Linked DNA regions of Rattus norvegicus: region 2 is linked to region 1. The links are chromatin contacts, called in public Hi-C maps. All regions are on one chromosome and are shown on one strand. Each heading gives the region's core, a stretch centred on a gene start, on an enhancer-like site or on the middle of the called end of the contact. The rest is flanking DNA. Distances are from core to core; before and after follow the strand shown. Region 1 overlaps Erc1 (ELKS/RAB6-interacting/CAST family member 1). Region 2 overlaps Ninj2 (ninjurin 2).

What was found. A called contact is a pair of places that touch in the nucleus more often than the background predicts.
Region 2: a Hi-C map of psoas muscle shows a contact between it and region 1, with 3 times the contacts expected there. The contact joins two enhancer-like sites. A contact is called at or near these places in 5 of 12 Hi-C or Micro-C datasets (the A7r5 cell line, the Rat2 cell line, Schwann cells and 2 more).

Annotation. Positions count from the first base shown.
Region 1 is chr4:154,671,075-154,676,462 of GRCr8, forward strand. All of the region lies in intron 2 of Erc1 (ELKS/RAB6-interacting/CAST family member 1), which reads right to left. Among named protein-coding and RNA genes, the nearest start is that of Erc1, 54 kb to the right of the region's middle. Within about 2 kb of position 2,102, at least 1 of the 93 cell types and tissues checked has an H3K27ac peak or open chromatin away from gene starts, as enhancers often do.
Region 2 is chr4:155,068,561-155,073,884 of GRCr8, forward strand. The region is part of intron 1 of Ninj2 (ninjurin 2); the gene reads left to right. Among named protein-coding and RNA genes, the nearest start is that of Trnaa-agc80, 70 kb to the right of the region's middle. Within about 2 kb of position 3,246, at least 40 of the 93 cell types and tissues checked have an H3K27ac peak or open chromatin away from gene starts, as enhancers often do.

The DNA of each region.
Region 1 (5,388 bases), core at 852-3,351:
AACTAAAAGGAAGGGAAAGAGGAGAAGGGAAGGGTGAGGAAGAAGAGGGAAAGAAGATGAAGAGAAGGAGAGGTGAAAGGACATCAAGACACACAAAAGAAACAGAGTAATTCATTCCATAAAGTAGATTTCTATGGAACTGGGATCTAATTTTTCTCAAGGATTCAAAATTGAGGAGGCTGAATGAAAGCAACTGGGGCTAGAAGGACCACTGAACCTGTGCCCATCCATACAGGCGCATGGACTCCCCCACTCCCTGAAGTGCTGTGCATATGAAACCCAGAGCCTTGTACACGATAGGCAAACACTCCACAACTGAGACACACCCTAGCCCAACCCCTTTTGTTTTATAAGCACAGTTCTAACACCTTAAGGAAGCAAAAACTATTTTAAACATGCCATTTCTCCTTCTAAATACATGGCAGTTAACAAAACAACTTAGAGGCTCGTTTTCATAACTTTTTTCTCATTACAAACTAAAGGTCTTATAGATGTTAAAGTTTTAAAGAATACACAATGAATGTAATAAGACTGGCTCTCTAATTCCTTTGGGTCATCTTTGTCAAATACATTTAACTTTTTAACAATTAACTGTTATAGAAAAATATAGAGATACAAAATACACTAACCAAGACAGTCACAGTAGTATTTCATAAGAAAAATATTAATATCAACAATAGAAGGTGGCTAAAGGTATAGCACCATGACGTCTGTGTGTCTATGTGTGCACACAAGCGTTGGTGCCCACAGAAGCCTGAAGCATTGGCTCCCCTGGAGCTAGAGTTACAGAGGGCTATTAGCCACTAACCTGGGTACTGGGAACTCAACTCAGGTCCCTTGCAAAAGCAATACATTTTTAACTGATAAAACAATCTCACCAACTCCCTGCTATTCTTGTTTTGTTTTATTTTATTAATATAAAAGGATGTGCTGCGTGAGAAGGCAACTCAGAGGCAGAGCACCTGCTTAGCATACCTAATGCCCTGCTGGATCCCTGCATTACAGAATGTGTGCGTGTGTGTGTGTGTGTGTATGTGTGTGTGTGTGTGTGTACTGTGTGTGTACACTGTGTGTACACTGTGTGTGTGTACTGTGTGTGTACTGTGTGTGTACACTGTGTGTATACTGTGTGTGTACACTGTGTGTACTGTGTGTGTACACTGTGTGTGTACTATGTGTGTGTACTATGTGTGTACACTGTGTGTGTACTATGTGTGTACACTGTGTGTGTACTATGTGTGTGCACGTGTGTGTACACTGTGTACTGTGTGTGTGCACACTCATGATCTCATACACATATACACACATCTGCATCAGAGAATATTAGAGTTAGACATTTCTATATTCTATGTATATATTACTTTACAAGAAGGAGAAATGTTCTATTCGTTACTGTATTATCGACTCCGTAAATGGATTTCTTTTTTTTTTTTTTTCTTTTTTTCGGAGCTGGGGACCGAACCCAGGGCCTTGCGGTTGCTAGGCGAGCGCTCTACCACTGAGCTAAATCCCCAACCCTGACTCCGTAAATGGAAAAACACTGCTAAATACAAGGGCTGCTTCCTGACACAATTGTGCTTATAAAACAAAGAAAGCTAGATACAGTGTTCCTCTAACAAGCAGAGATCAATATCCTTCTCAGTGATCTTGAAGGACACACCCTTCTGAAGACTTCAAAATCAATTCCTCAGTAATCAAGCTGCTCTCTGGTCAAGACACATCCGTTACAACTAAGTGAACATTCCATAAGCCAAATGTGTTTCCTGTCACTAGTGCTGGCCAGTAAGCAAGGCAGACCCTGTCAGAAGCAAACTCTTGTATCGACACACCCTCGAACTGGACTTTGAGCTGTTTTCAGCTAAAACTTTGGAGAACAAGTTGAGAGCACTCTTGTCTACCACTTTAGTCTTATAAACACGTGCTGCGTGACCTTGCACTGAACATGCTCAGGGATGAACCCCTAACTGAACATATGTAGGAGCCAGCACCCATATGAATATTTACAATCTAGAATAAAATCATGTGCTTCCTTTGCTGCAGGACGGCACTTCTCTGAAAATAACTCCCCAGTCCCACTGGCCCGCTGCAGGTAATAAATCTTTCTCCACTCTGTTATGCGTTGACTGCTCATTTTGGCTTTGCCTTCCCAAGCTGTGAGCCTACTATGTTAAGTTCCACTAGAACACTAAGAAAGTTGCTGACCACTGAGACATATGCTAATATGGAGCATGTACAAGCCATTAAGTAATAGTGTTGGTTGCTCTTGCATGTAAAATCATCCTGCTTTAAAATTTGCTTTCCTGTTCTATCTCAAGGATATAATCAAATTCAAAGTCAGCACAGGGCAAAACTTAGCCAATAACCTGAAATCAATAAATAAAAGCTCCATTCGGCAATGTAAATGTTAAGCTCTACACATGGACAAAATAACTAGGACTCTAAAACCATCTTCCGTTCTAACCAAGCATCAGAGGGAGCTTCTGTCTATCACTGAGGAACTGTTTGACATTTACAGCAAGATTATAATAGGATCTTTGAAATCAAAATGTCAAACTGACATACCAGCTATGGCAATTACTCTAAGAACCAGTGACTAAGATGAAAATACAACAAAAGAGACAAACTCCAAAAGAAACAATTGTTTTTACTCTCAAATTTGTTTCTGTAATAACATTAGTTCATGCATAGCTATGGTAAAGAGAAAACTGTCACTAAAGCAGAATTCTGTGGACTCCTGAGCAATTTTTCCAGACAAAAGATCTACAGAAAGCAAAGGTAGAATAACCACCTCAGAAAGTGAAGAAGCCACTGCTTGGCTGCTCCGTTACAAACAACAACAGCGGCACAAAGCATGGCTTCATAGCTGTGATCGCCGCTCTAGGAAGGGAGAGGAAGGGAGATCTTTCCAAGTTCGGAGCTAGCCTAGACTACATATAGAGTTTCAGGAGCCAGGGCTATACAGAGAAACCCTACCTCAAAACAATACAAACAAAAGAGGAAACAGGTATCAAGAAAACTCTCCTCCTCACCTAAGAAAATAACACTGCATACTGCTTCCAGGACGACCACTCCTCTTCCTGTCTCAGGACACATTCCTCAGTGCTGTCTCAGTTCAGCAAAAGACGCTTCCACTCAATGTTTCCTAAGTGTTTTCAGTACCTGCAGGAGTAGCCACAATGACCTGGGACTGTCTAACCAATCTTCTACGGCAATGGTTTTTTATTACTGTCCGGTTATAAAATTATATATATTGAGAGTATCACCTCCCATATTCCTAGCTTTCCAAAAGTAAAATTTTATAGACACTGATAGCTACTATGTAATTGAAAAAACACCTATATTATAAATTACTGACTTTTAAGCTCACCTATTATAAAATGTGCTGCAAAAACAATTTAGGAGTTGAGTCACCTTTTTTCAGTAAAGCAGAGTAAAACTTAAAATAATGCAGTACACCTCCCATAAAGAGCAGCAGGCATTAGTTAATATCACAAAGCAAGCTTTGATTTTTATCTGGGTTATAATCAAAAGCACTTAGTTTATACCCCAATTAAAGTATACATCCCAAGAGCTTCTCTTCCAAGTTAAAAAAAAAAAAAAAAGCTCAACTTTTATTTTAAATAAGCTTTTGTTTGTTTTTATTGTTGTTGCTGCTGTCATTTCCAGAGTTTCTCTGTGTAGCCTTGGCTGCTGTGGACTCACTCTGTAGACTGATCTTGAACTCAGAGATCCGCCTGCCTCCAAAGTGCTGAGATTAAAAGCATGTGCCACCATCTGGCCACATTTTAATTATTTTATATAACTGTTTTTTAAAAGTGTGATTACAGAGCCTTTCAAGTAAACAATACCATCTAGAAGCTTCAGTTCCAGCCTCAATAGACAGAGACAGGAAGATCACTGTGAATTCTAAGCCAAGCAGAACTACATGGTAAGATTCTGTCTCAGAAACAAACAAAATATCCAAGTTCCAATACATTAAGGTTGGAGACAGGAAGGGATGGGTAGATGGGTGGGGGAACACCCTCATAGAAGAAGGGAAAGGAGGGAGGGATGGGATAGGGGGGCTCTGGACAGGAAACCAGGAAAAGGGATAACATTTGAAATGTAAATAGATAAAATAAAAATCCAATAAAAAAAGTTGCAATATTTGCTATTTGCGTTGTCCTAATTTTTCAGGGTCTCAAGTATTCCAGGTTGACCTCCAACTCACTACATCGCTGACATTGAACTTAAACTTAAGATCAGGGACTGAAGAAATGGACGGCTCGGCAGTTAAAGCGCATGCTGCTCTTGCAGAGGACATAGGTCTAGTTTCTAGAACCACATGGGGGCTCACAACCATCCCTTACTACAGTTCCAGGAGATCTGACACCCTTTGCTGACTTCCACAGGCACTAGGCATGCACATAGTATATATACGCAAGCACATGCAAAAATATTCAGACACATAAATCAAAAACAATACATCCACTATGACTCGTTCTTTCCCAATGTAAGTGAAAACTCACAAATTCCTACATAGCCTAGTGGCAATAGCACAGGAGGTGATCCAGACCACCAGTTAAACAAGAGCATGGAAGACTAGCATGGACCCGGGTGACAGGAAGAAAGAGGTCTTCACTAGCCAGGACATATGCTGCGAGGGATCGGGCTGCAGGAACCCCAACCACTCTGAGTTCACAGGGGTACATTTCTCATTAGTACTGCAGAAGCTAGCCTGAAGCCAAGTGGTCCAGTCCCACCAGCAACTTTTTGGGCAACTAAATATCTATTTCATAAACACTCTATTATTCTGGAAAGAGGAATAGATTTGTTCTACCTTCTATCTAGTTCCAGACTGAAACGAAATCCTAAGATAGACATATAACAAGTATTACACAAGAGCAGGAAACTTAAAACTTTCTTAATGATTAAAAGTTTCCACAAAAAAACAATTACTTTTAAACAGAACAAACAGCCAATAAATGTAAATTTAATATTTATACTACATGATTTGTAGGGGTACTGTAAAAGAATATGAAAGAGATTCCATAAAGTTACTCCCACCCATCATGTTTACAATTCTAAACAGAAGTATTTTAGCTCACTCAATAGCATTCAAATATTTTTTGAATTCCAAGTGAATAATCCTGTATTTTATCTTTTAATGACATATAAATGTACAGATTTAATCTTAGTCTTCATTATGTTTTTATTATATGACAAATTCACATTCATTACATGATAAAAAGTATTAACAAGAAAATTTTAATCAATAATCCTACACTGAGAAAACACACTCAAATAGATCTTTCTGGGTTTCTGAATCAATATTAAATTTACAAGAAAGACCACAGTGAAAAGCCAAAAACAAAGAACTAGTACTTGCTACACATAATCCCTGATTCT
Region 2 (5,324 bases), core at 1,996-4,495, 400 kb after region 1:
ACCTAGGAAGCGCAAGGCTCTGGGTTCGGTCCCCAGCTCCGAAAAAAAGAACCAAAAAGAAAAAAAAAAAAAAAAGGAGAGACAGTAGTTGGGCATGATGAGATAACCTAAATTCAAGACCAGCCGGGCTTCGCAGTGAGCCCTCTCCCCAAAAGGGTAGAGAAAACAGCAGAAGAGGGAGCCATCTAGAGGCTTAAAGAAGACCAAAGGCCAGCACAGACAGAGGAGCAGAGCCTGTACCCAGGGAAAGGGTCTAGTAGAGAGGGGACACTTCTCCCAGAGGCATAGAGCAGATAGACCTTCAGAGGCAGGCAAGAAGGGTGGAGTACGTTCAGGGAACAGTGACTAATGTGTACCATTGCTTCTCAGCATCCCGCTTGGGGCACAGGCAGCGCCTTCAAAACAGTTAGCTGTTAGCCCGCCCCATGGATACAGGCTGAAGAGATGAACAGCCCAGAAGGGAGAAGGCTGCAAGCCAAGGGCAGGAGCAGGGACCCGTCATCGGGCTTGGGTGAACATTTCCTTTCTTGGGAGACTGCTGTGGTATGACATGCCTTGGGTGTAGACAGAGGCTGCCCAAGGGGTAGAGAGGGGCATTACAAGTCTCTGGGGCTTGTGGAAAAGCTAAATGGTGCCTACACCAAAAGTTGGGCTGGGACAGGCCCTGAATCAGAACAGATTATTTAAAATACCTTGTAGGACCATAAGTCTGAGTTGGGGGTTGTCCGCTTGTCATATATATTTAGTATTTCTCAAGGGCCTGCTTCCCCTCCTTCCTCCTTCTCCATTGATGCCGATAATCAAACCCAAGGCCTCATGAATTCTACAAGGCAAACATCCCACAAGGGAGCTTAAGGCCCAGCTACACACAACAAGCGGGGCAGATGTTCTCATCTCACAGCAGAAGAAGCTGAGGTCGACCAGTTCTCCCAGATGCTTCTGTTCCCTTTTAACATTTTGAATCTGAGGTTTGCCTTGGAGTCAAATTCAGGTCTCTGCCCATAGCAGTGCAGGGGTTGGGGACACAGGCCCGGAAGATTCAGGAAAGTCTGGAGCAAGCTTCCTTGGGGCTGAGGGCTAGACTATCAGATTGCCTTCCTTCATCTCACAGTAGTCATCTTTAGGGTTCTTCGTTTTGTTTCTTTCCCAGGTTGTCCTTGCCTTCCTCCTGTCTCGGCCTCCTGAGTGCTGGGATCCCACCATGTGTTGTTCATATGTTCATCATTGGATCCTAAGCATGTTTTAGCTTCTGGGGTAGGGGAGGGGTTAACATACAGACTCCAATACAGAAAGAAGGACACACTCTGCTGTGGTTTTGGGTGAGTTCCTCAGGCTCTTTGCATTCTGCTGCAATGGTAATGCTCTCATCTACTTTGCAGGGCTAAGTGAGGACTAAGCTGACTCATGTCCTGTATTTAACGCTGTGCCAGATGCCAGAAATGTCCTCCATAGCCATGAGCTACATGGTTCCAGCATGTCGGAACTACATAACCACACGATATATTGGGCCTACATGACTCCAGCATGTCGGAGCTACACGGCCACACAGTATATTGGGCCTCCATGGTTCCAGTGTAGGCATGTATGCAACAGAGTGGGGCAAGTCCATCACCTTCCCAAGCTGGACTCTGATAGGGCAGCTGAACATCCCAACCCCTACTTAAAACCCATTAGTAGAATAGTTTTCCTGAGGTTAACATTTAAACAACCACTCTAGGCTGGACCCACCCTTTCCTGGGGTGAGAAATCAGCCTCCGGAAGCCTGGGACTCACCACCAATTTTCCAGATGCTCTTGGAATTCCTAGGTAGACTACTTCTCTGAGGCCAACTGAAAGGTCATCATTTGACCTACTCTGTGTATAGCCTGGGTTTGAGCTGACACACAGAAGGACTGCCTGCATGGCTTTTCTCAAAATTGACAGGAGTGACTCATCCAAAGGTCACCAGTGCCTGGGGCTGCATGGGGCAAAGTGATTCACTGTCTCTAGCCTGGCCTGGCCCCACAGCTGCCTGGCCTTAATTCCTCTCAGCGGATATTCTCAAGCCTGAGATGCTCCACCCAGAGGAGGGCGACTCCTCATTCTTAGATGTCTCTGCTAAAAAGAACTCAGCTCCGAACTTGCACAGACATGGACAGGGTAGGGAGAGCTGGCCTGCTTACACACCAGCTTGACAGATCAGGCAAGGGACCAGGTCTCCACCTTCAGCTGGGCTCTGGGTCTTTTGGAGCCTCTTGATAGAACAATTTTATCCAACTTCCACGACACACACACACACACACACACACACACACACACACACTCACACCATGAGACAGCATCCCTGTAATCTCATTTCTAAGAAAAAGCAGAATGAGCTGGTGGACATCACGGTCCCTGATAACCAGAATGTCAATAGACAACGTGACAATGTGTTTACTTTTCTGTTGAAAGAGCCAGTCAGTCCCTTCCTGTTCACTTGAATTGTGTAAAGAAGTGAAATTACAGACAACAAAGATGGACTAAATTAAAGAGCTAACTTGAAGGGATGGAATCCCCAGTCTTGGGGTTGGGTGGGGCCTGGCAAGGGGGCTAAAGGAATTGTAAATTGGAATGGGGGAGGTGAGGCAAGAGGAGGGAATTGGGTCTTTGATTAGGTAGGGGTCGACCCCTACCTAAGCACCCCAATCATAAAACGTACATGCTTTAGTCCTGGAGGCACTCTGGGCCCCAGAATGGACTTCTGGCATTACCCCCTATTCCCTTGGCATCACCCCCCTCAGCTCACACCAACTACAGCTGCCTTCAGGTTCCTAGGCATCCCTGACTGGCAGGATTCCTGGACCCCAGCCTTGGACTCAGTGTCCCTCTGTTATTGAGTGAGTGTATAGAACGAAGGAGAGTAGGCCCTGAGTAAGACTCTGAGAGATGACCATTGTGAGATAGATCTCACAATCTTGGATTCTGCTTTTACTTCTAGGGAAGAAGACTCACTCTGCCTCCCCACAGCTCAACTCCTCCAGAGGCCTGAGTTTTCCTCCTGTTGTATAGATATAGAACTGAGCACCCACATTCTGGGTAGAACTGAGCCCCAAAGCCAGGAGCCCAAGCTCATGAACCTCCTCCCTAGAGGGATTTGAGCTGGCTAGGAGCTTCCAGCTACCTGGTACAAGCTTTGTAGACAGGCCCTGGATGCTGTCCCTTGGCCCATGGGAAAGGCCAAGGCAAGTAGGATTCTGACTCCCTGAAACAGGAATGACTCATGCTAAATGGCTCTGCTCCCTGATCCAGCCCACATTCCCGGGCCTTTGTTCTGACCCGCCAGGGCTCTGGCCTTAAAGGGCCAGATCTTCCAAGGCACCACCCTGCCGCCATCCCATGTCCCTCACTTAGCCAGATCCCTGATGGGTGGAGTTTCTAGTAGGCTTGTGGCTAGGGAGAAGGATGCTATAGGGCAGACTTTAGGGCAGTACGTGGTTCTCAATCTGAGAGTTGAGACCCCTCTATTGGAAAACATAGATATCTACATTATGATTCACAACAATAGCAAAAATGGCAGCCATAAGTAGCACTGAAAATTACTTTATGGTTGGGGATCATCACGATATGAACAACTTGTGTTAAAGGGTCAAGGCATTGGGAAGGTTGAGAAGCATGGGTTTAGGAGAACAGCTGATTCCATCCTCAGGCCCAGCAGGTCTTGGGGGTGGAGAGTTTGGGAGATAGAGATGGTAGGGGGTAGGGAATCTTTTTCTCACTTGCAAAGATCCAAAGAGGGGACCCTCTTCAAAGCAATTTCCTCCAGAGTCTCACAGCACCTCCCACTGAGACACCTTCCTCCCACGTTGCAGGTCTATAGCCTTCCCGGCCTGGAGATCCCTTCGTCATCCCTCTCTGACCCAGCTTCCTGTTTCTTTGCTTTGTTTTGGTATCATTCTGTGTGGCCAAGAATGGCCTTAAATTCAAAATTCTCCTGTCTCAGTCTCCCGTACGTTGATATTTCTGGCAATACCACCAGGTTCAGCTAGCACTGCTTTCTTTAGCTGTCCCTTAACAGTTGTGTCTGGCAGGTTCTAGGCCATCCACCTGTGTGCTCAGACTCAGGTCTTCAGGTTCCACAATTCTGTCCTGCCATGTGGTGGTGGGGCACTTCCTAGGGGCTGAAATATCACTGAGTATCCAAGCAGCTTCTTTGAACCTCATACGCCACCCTGTGGACGCAGGAAAACTGGCCTTCAGGAGAGAAGCTCAGCTAAGCGCAAAATGAAAGCAAGACCTGAGTTCAGAGAGGCCTACACCTTCTAAACCCACATCCTCTGTAAAACGGGCTCTTAAAGCAACAGCAAGAAAAGGTAGAGAGGCTGGAGGTGGAGCCCAGTGGCAGAATGCATGGTGTGCATGTGTGAAAGCCTGGTAACACACACACACACACACACACACACACACACACACACACACACACAGATACACACATAGGCAAACATGAGAGAGACTAAAATTGAGATTATAACACTTTTTTTTCTTTTCTTTTTTTCGGAGCTGGGGACCGAACCCAGGGCCTTGCGCTTGCTAGGCAAGCGCTCTACCACTGAGCTAAATCCCCAACCCCAACACTTTTTTTTAATATCTATTTGGAAGGATCTGTTTCCCAGCTTCTCACCCCTTCCAGTACTCGTTAATCTTCCTAGGCCCACCGACAGTCAATGTTAAACACCTGGCCAGAGGTTTGAATTAAGGCTCACTGCTCCCCTGAAAGTTTTTAGAGGTGGACCAGTCTCAGCTGCTTCTGGAAGGAGAAGCAAGGTCCTGAAGGATGGTGAGGGGCTTGAGAGGGGATGGAAAACAGCTCACAGAGGGTGGGCGGCCTGGTGTGTTGGGGGTGGGAGGGGCAGCCCATAGGAAAATGTTATCATTGGTGTTCTTAGAGTGACTCAGAGCAGTCCTTTGTCAAATGAGTCCTTGTGTCCCATGTAACTATTGGCCTTTGTGGGGTTAGCTGGGAGAGCCTTGGTTTTTAACTAATCTGACCTCACAGACACTTACTTGGAAGTCATTTCTAAAGTCTGTGGGTTAAGTGGTGTGACTTCCAAGGTCCAACAGGCACAGACACACACACACACACACACACACACACACACACACACACACACACTCACACACACACACACACTCTGTCACCACCTCCTTGGCCTCAGCACAAGCTGCAAGACAGGCCCTAGAAAAATCTAGTGAGGGGGAAAAGCTCAGAGAAAGACAGGAACACCTTCTAGGTCTATAGCTCTCTTTCCCATCATTCTCTAGGCTCTGAACCCTAGTCTGATTCATGAGGAGGCAGGATGTATAAG